3 separate regions of the Mus musculus genome follow, and regions 1 and 3 are each linked to region 2. The links are chromatin contacts, called in public Hi-C maps. All regions are on one chromosome and are shown on one strand. Each heading gives the region's core, a stretch centred on a gene start, on an enhancer-like site or on the middle of the called end of the contact. The rest is flanking DNA. Distances are from core to core; before and after follow the strand shown.

Region 1 (2,866 bases), core at 330-2,829, 140 kb after region 2:
CAGTGATTGATAATAGAAGCTTTCGGGAATGAATCAAAAGGGGAAAAAAAAGTGGGGGAGGGGCTTGTGAGGTGTGTGTGTGTGTGGGGGGGAACATGTGAATTGTTGAAAATTGGGACGGCTGAAGCTCCACTTAGCTTCCAGTGAATGGGGTTCAGATGTCCGAATTTGGTAGGGAAACTGAGGCACAGAGAAAGAAAGGAGGCTGGCTGGCTCTTCATCACATCCTCTATCATATTCCCCCTCTCCTCTCCAGCTCCCCCTTCTTTTCAGTCCTAGGGATGGATCCTGGGCTAGGCAAGAGGAACCATTGCTGTTGTTTTTCCTAAAAAAAAAAAACAAAAAACAAAAAACAAAACAAAAAAAAAAAACCAAAAAAACCGGTGAAATGCTGCAGTTACCTGTGGCACTTTATTTTAAACCAATTGGTGGCAGACAAGTTAAAGTGCGACCTCTTGCAGACAGATCTTCTATTTGCAGTGGCCATTCCTGTCCATTCCTTGGAAGCTTCTGCTGGGCCCCTGAGACTGTGTAAAGTGCTGAGCAAGCCAGAAGTGGCTTTTGTGTCTGTGCGTGAGCACACTTGATGGTCATTCCCCAGGAGTGGTTCACAGTCTTTCTCTGGCTTGTTACTTACCCGGTAAGGTAGGCTGTCTGGCTGGTCAGCTCCAGGAACTTTCCTGTTTCCACCTCCTTAGCTTTGGGATCACACATGCCTGGCAGCTCCCTCACCCCAAAGATGGGTTCTAGGAATCGAACTCGAGTACTTGTGCTTGTAAGGAAAGCACTATACTGAAGCGTCTCTCCAGACCATTGCAGAAGATGCTAGAACAAAAGAGAGGGCATTCTATCCTGCAGGGGCTTCTTCCCTAGTGGGAACGCATTCTCCGTCTTTCCCCGACGGCCTGTTTTTGTAGCAGGATCCTTCCGAATGGCTTGGCGTCTATCATCAGACTTTCAAGACTCCCAACTCTGTCACAGTTCTCTTTGGGCTGTGTTTAGGTTCAGAGGATAACAGAAGGGTGTTGGAGGGGACCCAGCTTCAGTTAACCCTGAGGTTGAGAGACCAAGCAAGGTTAGGGATCTGGTTTGTCCTGGTTATTGTCAGGGATGGAGGCGAGAGGAAGGAAAGGACCTGAGCGTTGTGATAATCACGTCTGATGTATCTTTACCCAGACCAGTGATAGCTTTAGCATCACTGAAAATCTCCAATGGCGAGTTCTAAAACACACAGCCCAAACACTTGAAGAACTTAAATTGTTCCTCCTCAATTCTCTGGGCCCATCTCCAGAGGCATCGACTCAGCCAGGCTGAGAACAGCTGTTCTAGAAGGTTCTCTCAGCCTCCAGGAACAGCTGTTTGGAATGGAGTCTTTAGACAGTGAGGGTTTTGGTACTGTGAAAGTATTGCATGCTTGTGTGGGAAAAGGTTGTCAGAGGAGCCAAGTGAACAGTTTTGATCCCTAAACAACGCGGCCACAGAGAGTCTTGGTTCAAAGGTCCTTCGGCCTGACCTGCAGAGAGGCTTGGATTCCACACTCCCGGGTCAGAAGGAGGCGTTCTGGCTGCCCCCGAGGACAGCCAGCTCGCAGCAGGTTCACTGGCTTCTCTACCTCCCGGGCTGTGTGGTTTGGTTTCCTGAACTGACCTATCTAAGCAGGCGGCTGACTCAGTTCTTGGCCCAGGAATACAGGAGAGCCTTACATAACCATGTAGCTGAGCTCTTGGAAGGAAAGTCCATGCCATGTGAGGAGTGAGAGGCCAGCTCTCAATGGCGGAGGGGACTTGGTTCCCAGGCTAGCTTGGAGGGAGTGGCATCAGAGCTCCAGGCCCAGAGCTGTCACAGGGCAGTGTTTATTTTTGAGTCATCTGCAGCATACATGTGACTAACAACCTCGTGTCCTAAAAGTTCATCTCCTGGCGAGGTTTCCGTTGCTCTCTTGGGCTTGCCTGAAGACTCAGTTCGGGTATTTTAAAGGATTTGCTGATGGAATGGGGGGGAAAAAAAAGGAATGAAATAAAAGAGGAAGACGTGACTACTTCTAGACTACGGAGATTTTTATTGTAGATATAAGGGAGAAAGCAGGCAGAGCGAAGGGTCCAGGGTGAACATGGTTGGCCTACTAAAACGGACCAGGAGAGGAGAGGAGAGGAGAGGAGAGGAGAGGAGAGGAGAGGAGAGGAGAGGAGAGGAGAGGAGAGGAGAGGAGAGGAGAGGAGAGAGCAAGAGAGGCAACTCAGACTGTGAGATAGGGGTAGCCAAAATGGCCAAGTTATATAGAGACCTAAAGCTGGGGGGAAGGGAAGCCCAGCCCCTGGAAGAGAAAGGTTTATGGTAGGGAGTGAGGTGAGAAGTGCTGGGAGGAGCCACATGTACTGAGGAATGCTGGGAGGAGACACGAGTACTGAGGGATGCTGGGAGAGCTGGGAGGAGCCCTAGGTACTGAGGGATGCTGGGAAAGCTGGGCGGAGCCACAGGTATTGAGTGAGACTTGTCCTTGGTTTGATACCTAACACTGATAATGTCTTCTTAGAATGTATTTGTAGCTTTCCTTCCTCCGTCCATCCCTCTCTCCTCCCTCCCTTCTACCAACTTCCCTTTTTTCCTTCTGTGATGCTTGCTGTCTGGATCTCTAGTGTATGGCAGGCACTGGCATGAGAGTTTTCCCTCCATGACTGCACACCTTCCTCACACAAGCCAAGTCATTTTGACAAAAAGACTATTTGACTTACTGTTCCAGAGGAGATACAGGCCATTATAGTGGGGAAGACTTGGTGGGAGGAACTTGGGGAAGCAGAGGGAGAACAGGAGGAAGTGGGGCTGTGCTACCGAACCTCAAGGCCCACCCCTGATGATGCAGGGCTCC
Region 2 (3,010 bases), core at 498-2,997:
ATGCCAAGTGAACCAAGTCAGAATTTTATAGGTAGTCACGAGAGTAGACAGACATAGGAGAGGATGGAAAAAGGGTGTAAAAAGACTTTATAACTAAGCCTCAGCACCTGTTACACATGTAAGGCATGTAGAACATTGCCTGGCACATAAGAAGCAGCCTATAAATCATAGCCATTAGTGTTCATAACTAACCCTTGCTCATAACCTGATGGTAACAATGACAGCTGACTTTAACTGAGAGTCTATTATATGTCAGCTCTAGGACTTCAAGTGAATTAGTCCTGTAACTTCCCAGCACGGCCCATGCAGCCGGTCCATTCATCCCTCATTTTACAGAAGAGGGAAGCTGGGCTTCTGGAAGGCAGGGGATTCTTGGTCAGGGACCAGAGGAAGACCTCGTCCCAGAAGACCTCAGTTAATGCCTTAGTCTCCAACTGCCTGTCTATCGGGGAAAATCATGCTAACTAGATAAATAGAATGCCCATGAATGTTTTGGAATATTTGTCTCATGGAGTATCAGACACCATGCTTTTGACATATCAATGCCAAGATATGTTTTGTTGTCCTGGATCTGAATCCAGCTTAGAGATTCAATAGAAACCATCACCCAGAATACAGGTTTGGGCTTAACATTGGAATTGCTATGTGCAAAGTGAGTCCTCAGATCCATGGGTTGGTGAGGAGAAGCAAGCTCCCAGCTCCAAGAAGCATTTGAAGGGAAGACTTTAGATGTCTAAAGCATAATTAATCTAACATATAGACATTTCTCTAACTGCTAGAAACAGAAAATCTTTCCAGTTTGGGGAAGAAGAACTGAGAAGATTTAGTGGTGGTGGTGGTGGGGTATATGTGAATTCTCGTTTCTTTTCTGAGTTCACACCTCTTGGTAGAAGGGGGATTTGTGAGGTCAGGTGGTGAGAGACAAAGAACATATCCCAGAGAAGCTGGGAGGAGCAGCTCACACCAAGGGGGCGGGACTCTCACTCTGCATGCAGAACTGAAAAGGGGAGAAGAACACCTCGTGATGGCGTCCCAAGCTGATACAGGATCTCGGCATTGCCACATGGAGTTTTCTTTATCTTGAATATGTTTCCGTAGTTCAGGTGCTGAAAACTTAATCCTCAAATTTACACATTGATGACATTAGAAATGGGACCTTTGAGAGGAAATTAGGGTTGGGTGAGATCATGAACACAGGGCCCCTGTGGTGATGTTAGTGACTTTTATAAGAAGAGGGAGACCTGAGGGAGGCAGCACATCTCTCTTTCCATGGGATGCTCTCTACAGTGTTAGGATACAGCAGCCAGGCCCTTTCCAGATGCTGGTACCAAGCTTTTGGGCTTCCTGGACACCAGAATCATGATCTAAATAAACCTCTACTCTCTACAAATTACTTTCTTATAGCACAGAAAGGTAATTGAAATATTATTTTAGTGGGAGATACAGACAAAAGCTTACAGGTGGCATTGGAGAGTTTCCTGGGCTGGTCACCAAGGGAAAGGCAAAGTACTCCTGAGAAGGAAAAATTGGAGGGTAATGGTTGGACTTGGAACTGGGGTGGGGGCTAGGGAGTGGGGGTGTGGGGTCAAGGTGGTAACAGCAATTCTTGGGAGTACCTGGAGGGCCAGGGAAAACTAAGGAAATTTTGCCTTTAGAGGAGAAAGATCAAAGTCCCTAGAGCAATGGCCTGGAGCAGGGGGTAGTTCCATGCCAGGAAGCAAATGCTGACTCACACTGGTCTTGGAACTTCAACAGTCTCAGCAGAGGCCAAAGGCTGATGATGTCTGGACTTAGGCCAGAGACACAGGGACTAGAGAATATGACCCGGGGCCTCCTTTCCTCTGTTTTGAGGAAAGCTAGTACCTTTTCCCTTGGGAAAATGGTAGCAGGACCAGACATTCCACAAAGCTTACAGAAAGACCCTGGGTTTACTTCAGAGGCACTCTTTTGAATTGGATGAAACACACTCCCAGACCCCTAAGCTTTCAACAAAGCCAGACCTTCTATGCTCATCTATGTAAATGTTGGCTTTAGTGATGCTGATAGAGAGAGTATTATAGGATGGATTGCATCCTCTGAATTCAGTTGACACTCTTGTCCCTAATGCATTTATGTTTGAGGATGGCATCCTTACAGATGGAAGGAAGGGGTAATGAAGTCACTGACTTAGTTTGATCTGACCAATGTCCTTAAGAGTAGGGTACAACCACACATGAGAGAAGCCACATAAGGACACAGGGACGGACAGCTATCCACAAGCCAATTAGAAAGGCCTTGGGAGACTCAGCCCTGTAGACATTTTCTGTCTGGACTTGAAGCCTCCAAAACTAAGAGAGAATACATTTCTGCTGGTTGGACAATCCAGCCTGTGGCCTTTTGTCATGGCTGGCCTCCACACATAGATATAGCCAGAAAAAGTTCTGCCAATAACTAAACTTTAGGATGAAGCCACAATCACAGAGATTTAGAAATGAGTTATTGGGGCAATGTGGATTATTAGTGTGGAGTGGTATTGGTATATTAAAAACAAATGAAGCTACATGATACGGTGAAGAGGCCAGGATTATTAAATAATATTGGACGTGCATCAAAGAGTCAGCCTTAAATATACACCACTTGATTGATTTATTAATAAACTTGGAATTTATTCTTCATGATCTCCACAAATCTAAATGTACAGTGCCAACGTAATAGGAACCAGGCATTTCTGCATTAGTCATTTTCCTCTCGTTGCCGTGACAATAAATTTGACAAAAGCAATTTAAAGAAAGATGCACTTATTTTGGTTCGCAGTGTGAGGGTACAGTCCATTATGTTGGAGAACTCATGGAGGCAGTAGCTTGGGACAGCTGGGAATGTTGTACCCACAGTCAGGAAGCAAAGAGACATGAATGCTAGGCTGCTGCTCAGTTTATCCTCCTTAAGACATCAGCTTAAGGGCAATTGTTGGCTTTGGAGACCAGTAGGGGAGCTAGAGCCAATCCTTTGGTAGCTTCGGGACTGGGGAAAA
Region 3 (2,700 bases), core at 16-2,515, 220 kb after region 2:
TAATAAATGGTGGTATGCTATAGCTAAAGTGGAGATATTTATCACCGAGCTGTGTGGCTGCTCCCAGGGCTTGCCTTTCCCCCAGATGCAGGAAGCCAGGAGCCCAGATTTCTGACTTCAGAGTTGCCTATACTTTGATTATAAGACCAAACGTAGCTGAATGAAAATGAAATACTAGCTTCTAACATCGGAGTTAGATGTGAATCGAGTTCATTTATTCTATAGTGCAGATAGCTGATACCAGGCCCAAAACAGAGCAGGGAGTGTGACAGGAGCCAGAGGAGCAGCCCTGTGTGGAAGAAGGGTTAAGGCCACAGAAGAGGAGGGGATGCTGCTTTCAGGAAGAAATCCCTCCTTTATTTTTCCTCTCCTAAGACCAACCAGAAACCAGATACAAGGTCTCAGTGCAGAGACTGTCGCAGACTCCTTTGTGACTCAGGGTCATTTTCAAGACCGAACACTATTGCAAAGGTCAGACAAAACTGCCCAGGCCACAACCAGAGTCTATAACAGCAGTTCTCAACCTGTGGGGCATGAATCCCTTTGCAAGCCTCTAGCTTCAAAAATATTTACATTACAATTCATAACAGTAGCAAAATTACACTTCTGAAGTAGCAACTAAAATAATTTTATGGTGTGGGGGGGGTCACCTCAGCATGAGGAACTGCATTAAAGGGTCACAGCATTAGGGAGGTTGAGAACCACTGCTTCTAAAGGGATTTTTTTTATGCAAAAAATTTTACCGTCACTCATTGGAGTGGGGGAGGGAGCTAGAAAAACATATAGTATAGAGCATGAACATGTATACAGCTTAGCATAAACCATGCAAAGAGAAAAAAAACCAAAAAACTGTAATTCTGAAAACTCTTCTTCAGTTTCCCCCATATTTAACAGCATAAAGCATCTTTCCCACTCCCCAACTTAAAGAAAGACTTCAAGATGATGTCCATGGCAGTTTACCCAGGGTAGGGGGGAGCTTGCAAAACTAGCAGCTGTGTTCATTCTGAGCGGTGTGCTTTTTTGAGGGAGGGGGCTGGGGAGACTTGTCCTCCGAGTCATCTTAAGTCTTAGGATAATACTTACCTGAAGAGTTGGCTTGCCACATCCAGCTCAGGCGTGGAGTTTGGGATCGGTTGCACCCTGCTTAAACAGCGATCTGGGCAGCTGTGTGTATGCACGTGCTGTAGCTGCAGTGCACGCGTGAGCACGTGTTTGAACCTGCCTACCAACTGGGAATGGGCGTGGGCTGTGTGAAGCTCTCGCTCTTGTTTCCATCTCTGACTTGCAAATGAGGCCTGTTTTCATAAACTCAGTCAGGCTGTGGGAGTAGGAGCCAGAAGATCCGAGGGAGTTTTTCCCATAATGCTTGCTGCCCCCCCCCCGGGGGGGGGGAAGACACAAACCTGGTGGTGTCTAAGGCAGGGAAGACCTATCTCCAGGTGAGGCCGAGAAGGATAATAAATACCGTTTGCTGGCATGAGTTCCTAGGGCAGAGCTGGCCACAGGAATCGAGGTCCCCAGGATGTGAGGACCCCTTACAAAGCAGGCATTTATGAACCGGTTTGCTCGCCACTAATTAATTCCCCAGACATTCACCAACAGTAACAATCCCTTCAATTAGAGGCCAGGCCCTGGAAAGCCCTGCTGTTTATTGGAACTGACATCTGCATGGCCAAGTGTGACTGTGTTAATACGGAAATGCACAAAGGGACCCGGAGTCCTCCCTCCCCATCCCCGTAGCCCCCCTGTAACTTTTAAGCAAGGATTTGGCTCTTTAAGGAGTTTTTAATTTGTGGCTTTGCACTTTGGTGGTTAGCTTGTCAGCACGTTGCTTACGCTTCTCCCTGGGCTGTGATGTGCCCCTGTTCTGGGTTCTATCATAAGCTCATGAAAAGGACCTCAGACACTCTAAGGACAGATCTGCTGGAACTAGAGTTACAGTCTCCTGCGAGCTGCTATGTAGGTGCTGGTCACCAAATGTGTGTCCTCTGCAAGAGCAGAAAGTGCTTGACAGCTGAGCCATCTCTTCAGCCCTGGGTGTTGTTGTTGTTTGTTATTATTGTTAGCTTGTTTGTTTGTTTCCTGGCATTTTTAGGAAGTTGACTTTCCCGATTCTCCTATTCTGGGGAGATGTCAGGCTAGATGGTACCAAGATGATTAAGGGAATACACCCCTGACCACTGAGAAAGAGGATTAAACCTGAGCGAATTCACAGATCTAGACAAGGCAGGATTAAGACAGGCTGGTGGTAAGAGGGAGCCAGGGATAAGAGGGCAGGGCTCCAGGGGAGATGCAGGCAGCTGGCTGGCCAGCTTTGTGGAAGCCCTGGCTTCCACAGGCATTCACTAGGGGTCCAGAAAGCCAGTCTGGGCACAGAAAGGGACTGGGTCATCTGGGGGCATGCACTCTGGGCTGAGGGAGACTCTCACTGCGAGGCAGAGCGTAAGCTGATCATTTGAGGCTTGGCTGACCAGGGCATTAAGTCTGCAATAATTTAGACAGATGGAGACCAGTGGGATGTGGGAGTTACTTCAGGAGAATCAGAGTTAAGACAGTGTGGGGTAAGAAAGGGGAACTGGGGCACACAACCTAAGACTCCGCCCTGACTTGCCCTCATAGGACATAATTTGAGGACACTTCCCAAAGTTTTGTGTGCTGACAGCTTGACCCCTCAGGATGACAGGGCGAATGTGGAGGATC

Evidence for each region. Hi-C and Micro-C count contacts between places; a contact is called where the count stands out from the background.
Region 1: a Hi-C map of liver shows a contact between it and region 2, with 2.9 times the contacts expected there. The contact joins two enhancer-like sites. A contact is called at or near these places in 4 of 484 Hi-C or Micro-C datasets (adipose-derived mesenchymal stem cells, liver and myeloid progenitors) and 4 of 115 datasets of contacts at active chromatin or transcription factors (bone marrow-derived macrophages, embryonic stem cells and kidney).
Region 3: a Hi-C map of the N1E-115 cell line shows a contact between it and region 2, with 2.7 times the contacts expected there. The contact joins two enhancer-like sites. A contact is called at or near these places in 3 of 484 Hi-C or Micro-C datasets (the N1E-115 cell line, olfactory sensory neurons and rod photoreceptor) and 1 of 115 datasets of contacts at active chromatin or transcription factors (fibro-adipogenic progenitors).

What each region holds. Positions count from the first base shown.
Region 1 is chr13:44,305,349-44,308,214 of GRCm38.p6, reverse strand. No RefSeq gene overlaps it. Among named protein-coding and RNA genes, the nearest start is that of Gm29676, 47 kb to the right of the region's middle. Within about 2 kb of position 1,579, at least 86 of the 459 cell types and tissues checked have an H3K27ac peak or open chromatin away from gene starts, as enhancers often do. A contact at or near this core is called in kidney and liver, where this site is marked.
Region 2 is chr13:44,448,343-44,451,352 of GRCm38.p6, reverse strand. All of the region lies in intron 1 of 1700029N11Rik (RIKEN cDNA 1700029N11 gene), which reads right to left. Among named protein-coding and RNA genes, the nearest start is that of 1700029N11Rik, 10 kb to the right of the region's middle. Within about 2 kb of position 1,747, at least 28 of the 459 cell types and tissues checked have an H3K27ac peak or open chromatin away from gene starts, as enhancers often do. A contact at or near this core is called in the N1E-115 cell line, kidney and liver, where this site is marked.
Region 3 is chr13:44,231,211-44,233,910 of GRCm38.p6, reverse strand. No RefSeq gene overlaps it. Among named protein-coding and RNA genes, the nearest start is that of A330076C08Rik, 16 kb to the right of the region's middle. Within about 2 kb of position 1,265, at least 71 of the 459 cell types and tissues checked have an H3K27ac peak or open chromatin away from gene starts, as enhancers often do. A contact at or near this core is called in the N1E-115 cell line, where this site is marked.